Linked DNA regions of Sus scrofa: region 1 is linked to region 2. Evidence: chromatin contacts called from public HiChIP or PLAC-seq data. All regions are on one chromosome and are shown on one strand. The core of a region is the stretch at or near the end of the contact, and the rest is flanking DNA. Distances in the headings are between cores, read along the strand shown. Region 1 overlaps FLI1 (Friend leukemia integration 1 transcription factor). Region 2 has its middle 8.3 kb from the start of FLI1.

Region 1 (5,046 bases), core at 2,474-4,973, 130 kb after region 2:
GTCGTGAGGGACGAAGAGAGAGGCTTTTGTGAGCTGGTGTCTCTGCATCTCTGGCCTCCGGGTGAGGTCATGACAAAGTGGGGAGCTGTGCGTGTTGCCTGGGACATCGGGCCTTCCAAGGGCAAACGGTCGGCATCAGAGCAGAAAGAAATGTCTTTCCTGAGATGTTTGGCCGCATTTCTAGGACCCATTTATCGTACAGAAGCCGAGCTAACACTGGGATGTCTGTGAGAAGGTCACGTCCAGAGACAGGGCTCCCCTTCCAACAAGGATTTGTCAGAAACAAACTTCCATGCTCACATTTCTCCCTCCTCGGGGAGGCTCCCCTGGAATCTAAGAGGCCATTTAGTGTCAAATTCAGCCACACCGGGCGTCCCATAGTGGAGATACTGTTCTGGCCATAACATCCAAGAGGTTGAATTAGCTACAATACCTTGCAGCGCCTAGACTCCCCACAATGAGGCTCTGGTCTCTCTTTGCTTTGGCAAAAGTCACTGGCAGGACCACCTGGGACCACAGGCTCCAGCCCTTCCAGGAGGAATCCTGTGAAAAGGCGTCACAGTAGGATTGGTTATCTTGTGGGGCCAGGGGGTGTCCACCTTCACTGAGGTACCGCGTGTCAAGGGTGATCTGCTGCTGACAGAGCCTCTGCCGCCACACAGAGGTTCTGAGCCCAATTGCTCTGCTGGTCCCCAAAGGTCACAGTTTTGCCCACCGTGCCTTTGGCTGCCAGCTTAACCGTGTGTTTTCAGAAGTCAGTTCTCAGAGAGAGCAGACAGCACGCACCGTATTTGGGGGCTCGGGGTGGGGGGGGCAGGCTCAGGCTCAGGCTGCTTCGTGGGCCAGGCGCACCCCCAGGGGACCTCCCCACATGCTGACCAGCGGCCAGGACCCAGGGAGCACTGACACAGCTGGGCGTCAGGCCCGGGGAGGGAGAGTGTTTGTGCAGAAATGTGAGTTGTTGGGTAACTCTCGGGTCCAGGCTTTTCCATTTTGGTTATAGACAGATTCTCTCTCTCTCTCTCTCTCTCTCTGTGTGTGTGTGGGGGGGGGCAGGGGGGAGACTAGCACTGACCACACTGCTAAGTTCTCACTCATATGACTTTTAGGAGAAAAACAATAAGCCCTCATTTCAACAGTGACATTGTTAAGATATATATAAAATAACATGCAAGTCACTTAAGTGAGTGGCCTCTAGTCCTGGACCTCCCTGTGGCGACAAGTTCTCCGTCTAGGCGAATTGTTGTCCATTCTGCTCAGAAGGCACACGGAGTTAATAGTCTACATTCCCCATCACCTGGATTCTTCATTTAGTGGGGAGGAGTCGGGGTAGGGGCTCTGATTCCCCTTCAGCGAGTAAACCAGTGACCAGCAAGAGGAAGTGGGTATATTTAGCAAGAAGGAGAAAATATTGGCCCAGTTTATTCATTCAGTCAACAAATATTTCTTGTACTCGCTCTGTGCTCGGCATTGTCCCAGGTTCTTGGTTCTATCAGAGAACGGAGGAGGGGTCTCTACAGATGTGGACCTGACATTCAGGCAGAAGATGGAGACAATAAACAACACGGATTAGTTATTGATTAAATTTTAGATGATAAGTGGAAAAATTAGAAGTAAAGCAGAGTAAGAGGGATGGAGAGAGGGGAAGGGGGCTAACGTGCCCTTGGTAGGGCTGGCGGTTGTATTTCTGGGTCTGAATGTTTTTTAGGTATTTAATGATGTAAATACAGGAATATTCTTAATTGCTAATATTTACCGAGGCTGACTGCACTGGGCACTGGGCCAGCACTTTGCCTGGATGCCTCATTTAATCTGCGAGGCTGCCCTGGTGCTTCAAATCTCTAAGGCAGAGTGCCAGACGTTAGCTCTTAACCTTGGCCTTCTCCATCTCAGCTTTGTCCTTGCAGTGGGACTTACTCCAAAAGCACTGGCTTTCATTTAAATCTTACGTTTGCCAACTCTTGGGCATATATCTGGAGAAAATGAAAGAATCTTACACAAACTCCAGTGCCCACAGAGAGCATTTGTCAAGCTCCTCAGTAAATGGGCCCAGGTGTCCTTTGTGGACTCAGGAGCCAGTGGCAGGATTTTCCATGCAAATAGGTAGGAATGAAGGAGCAAGTGGCAGGGAGCCTGTGGCTTCTGCTGCCCTGATTCCACCCTCTGTGCTGAGACTGTTGCCTAAAGACGCTGGCTTACAGCATGGCCCACTGCTGTTTATTGCTCTGTTAACGCCACAGGAGGCGTTGAGGCTGGTTCAGGCTGATCACTGGTAGCCTCTCTGTTTCTGTCCCTTCCTTTTTACCTACTAGAGGACTTGAGGATTGGTTGGGACTTCAAAAGCCCCGTCAGCTGGGCTTTTCCCTGAGGCAGGCCTGAGGGGGATTGCATGCCCCCAGCTCCGTGGCCCTCCTCATGCCTGGAGACATCTCGGGAAAGATGGAGCTGCCAGACTCTTCTTAAGGCATGGACTTCAGACACAATTGGGCACTTAGGATTAGGAAAAAATCTAGCCACACCCACCCTCTGTGGGTTAGAGGGAATGTATCCAGCCATTCTGTACCTCTTGGATGCCTGTGCTGCCCAGAGTTAGAATAAAAGACAAAGAAGAAAAGTTGATAAGAAGTCAATATCACCAAAGCCATAATTTGAGCTTAATATCTTTTTTTTTTTTTGGTCTTTTTAAGGCTGTACCTACGGCACATGAAGATTCCCAGGCTAGGGGTGGAATCAGAGCTGTAACTGCCAGCCTACACCACGGCCACAGCAACGCAGATATGAGCCATATCTGCAACCTACACCACAGCTCATGGAAACACCGGATCCTTAACCCGCTACATGAGGCCAGGGATTGAACCTGCGACCTCATGGATGCTAGTCAGATTCATTTCGGCTGAGCCACAACAGGAGCTCCCATAATTTGAGCTTTTAAAAAAAAGGTTCTTCTGAATGAGTATGCCATAGTCTCCAGAGAGAATGGAAGCCTCCTATAGACTAAGGATTGAGTAGAAAAATTGATCATAGGGAGTTCCCACTGTGGCTCAGCAGTAACAAACCTGAATAATATCCATGAGGATGTGGGTTTGATCCCTGGCCTCACTCAGTGGGTTAAGGATCCAGCGATGCCGTGAGCTGTAGTGTAATTCGCAGACGCGGCTCGGATCTGGCGTTGCTATCTATGACTGTGGTGTAGGCTGGCAGCTGCAGCTCCCATTCAAACCCTAGCCTGGGAACTTCCATATGTCTCAGGTGTGGCCCTAAAAAGCAAAAGAAAAAAAATTAAAACTGTTTGAGTCAGAGATCTTATCAGTGCAGTCAGTCAGAACCTGAGATAACACACACCAATTCCTGGAACACAGTGAGTTGCTTTTTCTTTTTGCATGAATTGGTCACTTTCTATTCCACTTTCTGTTCTGTTCCTGCTTGATGCACCTTCCTCCCCCAGCACTCCATCCATCCCACGCACACGCCAAGCTGCCCTCTCCGCCACACCCTGCTTTCACAGTATTGCCTCAGGCCCCAAACCTCTCCCGGTTTCCATTGCCTGGAACCCAGGGCCGTTAAGTTTGCTGACCGGCTGTCAACATGGACTTGAGCCTGGCATCAGCCCTCTGTTCCAGCCGGCTTCCCTCGGCTGTAGCCCCACAGTCCCATATGTGGTTGCCTCCTATCTGTCACGTTCATATCCCACCACAGCTTCTGCCATGTGCTTGCCAAAGAGGCCTCACTCAGGTCACAAGGCCCCAGTGACACTTACCTCTCCTCCCTTAACTTCCTCTGGCATGCCACTGGCACATGACCTATGCTTCCTCCCACTCTGCTATTGTCTCATGTGTAAAGGCAAGGACAGGGAGCTTTTTTCATATTATCTCTCATCCACTCGGTGGCCAAACACACAATACACTGCAGAAATCAGTCCCAAATAAATTACTGGAGGCCTAACCGGCATCTCCCCCCAACCACTGCCACCCACCCACCAAAGAAACATCTTAGAAGAACTTGGCCTTTCCCTGAGGGTCCCCTGGCCTTGAACACATGCTGCTGACCTGACAGCCCGGCAAATATCCATGAGAAAGTCAGTTGCACCCCAAGCTTGTAAACACAAACACCCTGGGTTCTTTGTTTTTGTTTTATTTGGTTTGGGGGCTAGCAGAAGACTCTATTTGCAGGGGGAACCGTGAGGGGAAAAAAACGTCAAATAGAAATAAAAACAGACAGCTCAGATGAGCCGAGCTTTGTCTCTCTTTTGCCCCCGTCCCTCCCCTCTTCCCAATTCCATCCCCTTCACTTTCTGTTTTGCTTTTCATGCCAATTGCTAAAGATTGTAATTTTAAAAGTGCACTGGCTTTTCCAGAGCCAGGAGGAATGTGCATCCGCACGTGGATTTTTTCCACAAGAAAATTGGTCCTGTCTTTTGGTTCCTCTTAGCCAGAAACCATGAGAACAGGCCAGTCCATCTTTGCTGTTCTTCTAATTTGTCTGAGGGGCTCAGAAGAGGCTGGTTTGCGTTTCGCCCCGTCTGACCATTGTTTGATGAGGTTTGCGCTCCATTTGTGCGCGTGGTTTTTATGGTTGCTTTGTTGTCCGTAGAAAGACTTTGAAAGTCATAATTCTGTATCCTTAAGCTCCTCTGCTATTCCTGCTCCATGTCTCAACGGGACTCCCACCATGAGAAAGGAAAAGAGTTTCCAGTCTCCAGCCAGTCAGTGAAACAATTTCTGAACATGGTTATGGGGACATGTGGATTCTTTCAAGAGAGTGGTTGGGATCATGACTGCTCAGAATCAATGGGGCGTCCGCCAAGGCCATCTGGAGCCTTCTGAGCACTTCCAGGCGGGAAGTATCTCTCCAGCTCTTTGTTTCTCGGTCCAGCCACACCTCTGGCCTTTTTTCCTTTCTCTGTGGTCATCCACTCTCAATGGAAAAGCATGAGAGACCGAGGAGACCCCGTGATGTGCCCACAGCATCAGTGTGCTGGAGTGAGGGCTGGCGCCGCTGCCCGGGGCCCCATGGCCGGGGCTGTGAGACATTCTCCCAGTGAACCTT
Region 2 (4,958 bases), core at 1,820-4,319:
TTCAATGAAGGAAAGATAGTCTTTTTAACAAATGGGGCTGGAACATTTAGATGTCTATATGCAAAATAAATTAAGTAATTAAATAATGAACCACTACCCATACCTCACACCCTATACAGAAATTAATTTATGTAGATCATAGACCTAAATGTAAAATTTAAAGCTATCAAACGCCTACGGAGTTCCCATCGTGGCACAGTGATTAATGAATCCGACTAGGAACCATGAGGTTGCAGGTTCGATCCCTGGCCTTGCTCAGTGGGTGGAGGATCCAGCGTTGCTGTGAACTGTGGCACAGGCCAGCAGCTACAGCTCCAATTAGACCCCTAGCCTGGGAACCTCCATATGCCGCGGGAAGCGGCCCTAGAAAAGGCAAAGAGGCAAAATAAATAAACAAATAAAGCTATCAAACGTCTAGAAGAAAACACAGAATCCAAGAACATTTGCATGACTTCAGGTATAGCAGAGTTTGCATATATGACCGCAGAAGCACGATTCATAAAAGAAAAAAATATAAATAGTACTTTATCAAAATTTAAAACTTTTGCTTAGAGAAAGACATCATAAAAGAAGCAGTAGCACCTAACAGCAAGGAGTGCAACTAATTCCCAAGTCTTGGTTTCTAAATACCCTCCTGCTGTTCAAGGAACTGAGGATCCTTGGAGGAGAAGGTTGTTGATTTCAGGGCTGGGCAGGGCAAATATAAGATAGCTTGGAGCACCATGTGGTGCTAGAAAGTAAGAAGATGCGAAAGGAAAAAAGTCAGAAAGGATGGGGCATTTCAAAGGGATGCAGGAGTCAACCCGAAAAAGCTTCCGATGGCCCAAGTGGGCCAATCTGAGACAAAAAAATAATGAATACATTGGTAGTAATGAATTACAATCCAAGGATAAAATAAATCCCCACAAGTCCATAGGGAAGGAAGGAAGTAAAGAAGCAAGGAAGGGAGGAAGAAAGATAGAAGGAAGAAGGGAGGAAGTGAGGGAAGAAGGAAGGAAGGAGGGAGGGAGGAAAGAAGGACTAGAGAGGAGAGAGAGAAAGAAAGGGAAATCAGAGAGGGAGGAGAAGGGACAAGTCTTTCTTAACAAAAACTCAGATTAAGAAATGTAGTGAACTGAGTGAAATCACCATTAGGGCACCGCAGTAATTATTGCTCAAGGTAAACTCCAGCTATGAATGCTAAAATCACTGAACAAAAGAGTAAGTTCTCCATGTATTTCCCCCCAAAATACCTGCTAATTGAAAAGTGTCCCTGCCCCCCTTTCAGATTCTTCTTAATTACAAAGGAAAAAAAAATAATGACTGTATAAGGGAGTATCTTGGCCAATAGCACTTTGACCAGTGTTCAAGGTCAACACCTTCTAGTAAGAAGAGAAGACAAGTCAATGTCATGGATCCTCTAGAACGATGTGCGGCAGAAGGCATCTCACTTCTGTGTGTTCTTCCCAAAAATATATAACATCAATCTAATCATGAGAAAACTTCAGACAAATTCCTTCTGGGACGTCCTACATAAGACCCTACCAATGCTCTTCCAAAATGTCAAGATCATTTAACAGAAGGAAGGACTGAGTTACTACTACAGATAGAAGAGGCTAAGGACCCCTGATGGTTCAGTGCCTTGTGGGTCCTGGACTGGACCCTGGAGCAGAACAAGGATGCTGCAGGAAAACCGATGACATTCAAACAGTCTATAGATTGTCACTGCTACTGTACTAATGCTACGTGTGTATCATCATGCCATGGTTATGTGATATGAGAACATTAGGGGGAGGGCTGCATAAACTACGTCTCTACTGCCTCTGCAACTTTTCCTCTGGGGATGAAGAGAAGGGACATATCTACCTTGGATGTTTCAAACATGGGAGGAGAGAAGGGAGTTATGAAATCAATAAACTGGCATTGCGAATTCCAACCTCACCACCACCTAAAGGAGATGGAAAATGAATCTATTTCATGGGACATGTGGATAGAAACTCAACAAGGAAATGGGAGATTAAAAGTTAAAAGACTTGGGTTCTAGCCAGGCCCTGTGGTTCACCCTACAAGGTTTGACAAATTGCTTATGTAATGACTCAGATAACGTCTAAAATACATTACTTAGATAATGTCTAAAAGATGATTCTAAGAGACTCAGGTTTCTGACATGTGAGTCAGTTTTCAGCAAGTAAAAGATGGTGATAACAATGCTCGTGTCACTTACTGAAATAAAATATTTAAATATTGTCATAAAAAAGGGTCATTTCTGTATCAGATTCTGTTTCTTCCTGGAAATCGAGTATGAATCTCTCTAGGGTCCTTTCGGATCACATATGACTCTCAGTGCTATATGAAATAGATCGTGCCAATGCGATCCTAGTAGAACAAGATCAAGGTTTCCACCTGCACTTGTGTCTTTCTTTTGACCGAAGTCACATGTGAAAAGTTTATGAGCACAGATGACCTTGTCAATGGCACACATATAAAGATTGAACTAAAATTTAAGAGAAACGTGCAAGGTGGAGGAAGGAAATTCTCTTTCCAGAAGCAAGATTTGTTTACAAAACTTGAAAACTGCGAAGCCATGGACTTTATATAACTTTCCCCAGTGCATTACCATGTGACAATTTTAATATCACCAGTTTAGAAGTTCCCCCTGTGGCTCAGCAAGTTCAGGATCCAGCTTGCTCACTGCTATGACTTGGGGTCAATACTGTGGCACAGGCTGGATCCCTGGCTGGGGAATCTCTGCATGGTGCACGTAGAGCCAAAAAAAAAAAAAAAAGAATTACTGGTTTCATGGTACCTCGTTTGTCAGAAGTCCTTCAGGTCCATCAGGTAATATCAGTTGAATATTCACTCTGCACACATGTGTGAGTGAGCGTACATGGGTGCATTCAAGCAAGGAACTGTGGATTTTGTTTTTCTTACTCCATGTGTAAGAACGCTGTATAGAAAATGCGTCCAGAAAATAACCATCCCTGTAGCTCAAACGCACACCAGTGTTGGTCTGGTTGGATGCCCACTTTTCCCGCCCCAGCCCATATGAAGGAGCTGGTGAGCAGCTGCACGTCAGCAGTGTGTTCGCTCCATTTCTGTCCCCAGTGGGGCAGGCAGGAAATGCCAGCCTCCTCACAGGAAAGCCTGTTGCGGCGAGATTTCCCGATTTCCTTTATAAAAGCAAGAAGGCCAGATCCAGGGGGAGATAAGCACTCAAGATTGCAAGTGCTTATCGCCTCTGGGTTCTGGGCCCCACGGCGATGACCCGTGTCTCTGCTGGAGGCGTAGGCCGAAATTCAGTTTGGTTCCAGATCGAAAGGACTGCCCAACTGAAAAATGCCCTCATCATCCACCCTGGTGGGTCTTTGCAAGGGAGCAGAGCCCAGCGACTTGTTGAATTTTCACTGGGGGTGGTATCGGTGCCTCGCGAAATGAAGGCTGCCTCTCCACTGTGTCTGCACACTGCAGTCACCTGGGGGCGCTGTAAAAAGATTGGGATATCTCGTCCCCAAGCTAGTCACCAAAGCCATGGTGCCCATGTGACCCTTGGCCAGCTGACACATGAAATATTCAGTGCGCACACTGCTTCCTGGCTCTGAATTTTTACGGCTGGTGCCACTTGTCTAAAAAGTTAGTGGAATGAAAAGGCTAGGGACCACGAAAGGACAAGCCAGCCAGCAGAGGTGGCTAGCTGAGTTAGTAAAGGATGCGTGAAACTGGCTCGATTCAAATCCAGCAAGCTCTGGTCGTCACCCAGGTCAGCTAACTCTCTGGTCAGAACTCAAGGGAGGGGTTAACATGGGGGCAGCAGGGGGGGGTAGGGGGAAAAATCATACACTTGAAGGAGAGCCCTGTCTCTTCAAGGTCCACTCCACATCACCCCTTCTGTTCCAACTTTTGTAAAATAGAACCAAAGTCACCACCCAAAGGAGCAGCACACAGGCTGCACTGAGTAACATATAACTACCTCCTCTTTCCCTACCAGTACTAATGATCATGCTGAAACAATGAGAATTTCGGAGTCAAGTACTGCGACTGGCCACACACCAGTCTGATCTTCTCAAAAGCAAAATTAGAATGCGTAAGAAATCTATGTCCCTCTTGCCCTCAAGCCTCAAGTCTAGGAGACATCTTATTTCGCAAAATCTGATTGAAAAACATTCACCCAGAAAATGAAAACATGCTCTCCACTTTTGATCTCTTATCTAGGAAAACCAGGTTCCCTCAGAGGAACTCACCAGGCAGGCAGTGAGTCCCAAGTGTTTATTGTGTTAAGTGGGGGTACATTGTTTTTTGTTCAGCTGCGAAGTGCATTGAAGTGATACCGAGTGACCGGGCTCTCTCCAGGGCCCGGCTGTCCCTTGTCCCCTGTCTGTCAAAGTTGAAGGTCACCAAAATAATAATAATGACACATCAGACCATTATTTGGTCAGGCAGGTTGTACATAGCATCTTTTTCCTCTAGGAGTTGGCAGCGCTTGGCCAAAATCCGCTCAGTTCTCAAAAGACCATCCTCAGGCATCAGTATGAGGAATATTGTTTATACTTCTCCTCACTCAACCATTTCCTATATTAAAAAAAGATGCCCTAGAGGACAGACTTGTGGTTGCCAAAGGGGAGTGGGGAGGGAATGGGATGGATGGGGAGTTTGGGGTTGGTAGATGCAAACGGTGACATTGACAAGGGGTAAGCAATGAGGTGCTACTGTATAGCCCAGGGAACTATATCCACTCTCTTGGGATAAAACATGATGGAATATAGTATGAGAAAAAGAATGTATATACATGATGACTGGGTCACTTTGCTGTGGAGCAGAACTTGGCACAATGCTGTATATCAACTATATGCTAATTTTGAAAAATACAAGTGTTAAAAAAAAGATGCCCAAAGACCTTCATGTCAAATAGAACTGGCATTAGCCCACTTTGACCTTTGTCTGGGTTTTTTCTTCTCTCTTTTTAAAATCAGGGTCATCAAGGA

The links. HiChIP or PLAC-seq counts read pairs in DNA pulled down with a chosen protein or histone mark.
Region 1: a contact with region 2 is called in an H3K27ac HiChIP or PLAC-seq map of alveolar macrophages. The contact joins two enhancer-like sites. A contact is called at or near these places in 1 of 5 promoter capture datasets (fetal skeletal muscle), 1 of 47 Hi-C or Micro-C datasets (embryonic fibroblasts) and 1 of 2 datasets of contacts at active chromatin or transcription factors (alveolar macrophages).

Annotation. Positions count from the first base shown.
Region 1 is chr9:55,734,023-55,739,068 of Sscrofa11.1, forward strand. The region is part of intron 6 of FLI1 (Friend leukemia integration 1 transcription factor); the gene reads left to right. Among named protein-coding and RNA genes, the nearest start is that of KCNJ1, 76 kb to the right of the region's middle. Within about 2 kb of position 3,724, at least 6 of the 83 cell types and tissues checked have an H3K27ac peak or open chromatin away from gene starts, as enhancers often do. A contact at or near this core is called in alveolar macrophages, where this site is marked.
Region 2 is chr9:55,602,147-55,607,104 of Sscrofa11.1, forward strand. No RefSeq gene overlaps it. Among named protein-coding and RNA genes, the nearest start is that of FLI1, 8.3 kb to the right of the region's middle. Within about 2 kb of position 3,070, at least 6 of the 83 cell types and tissues checked have an H3K27ac peak or open chromatin away from gene starts, as enhancers often do. A contact at or near this core is called in alveolar macrophages, where this site is marked.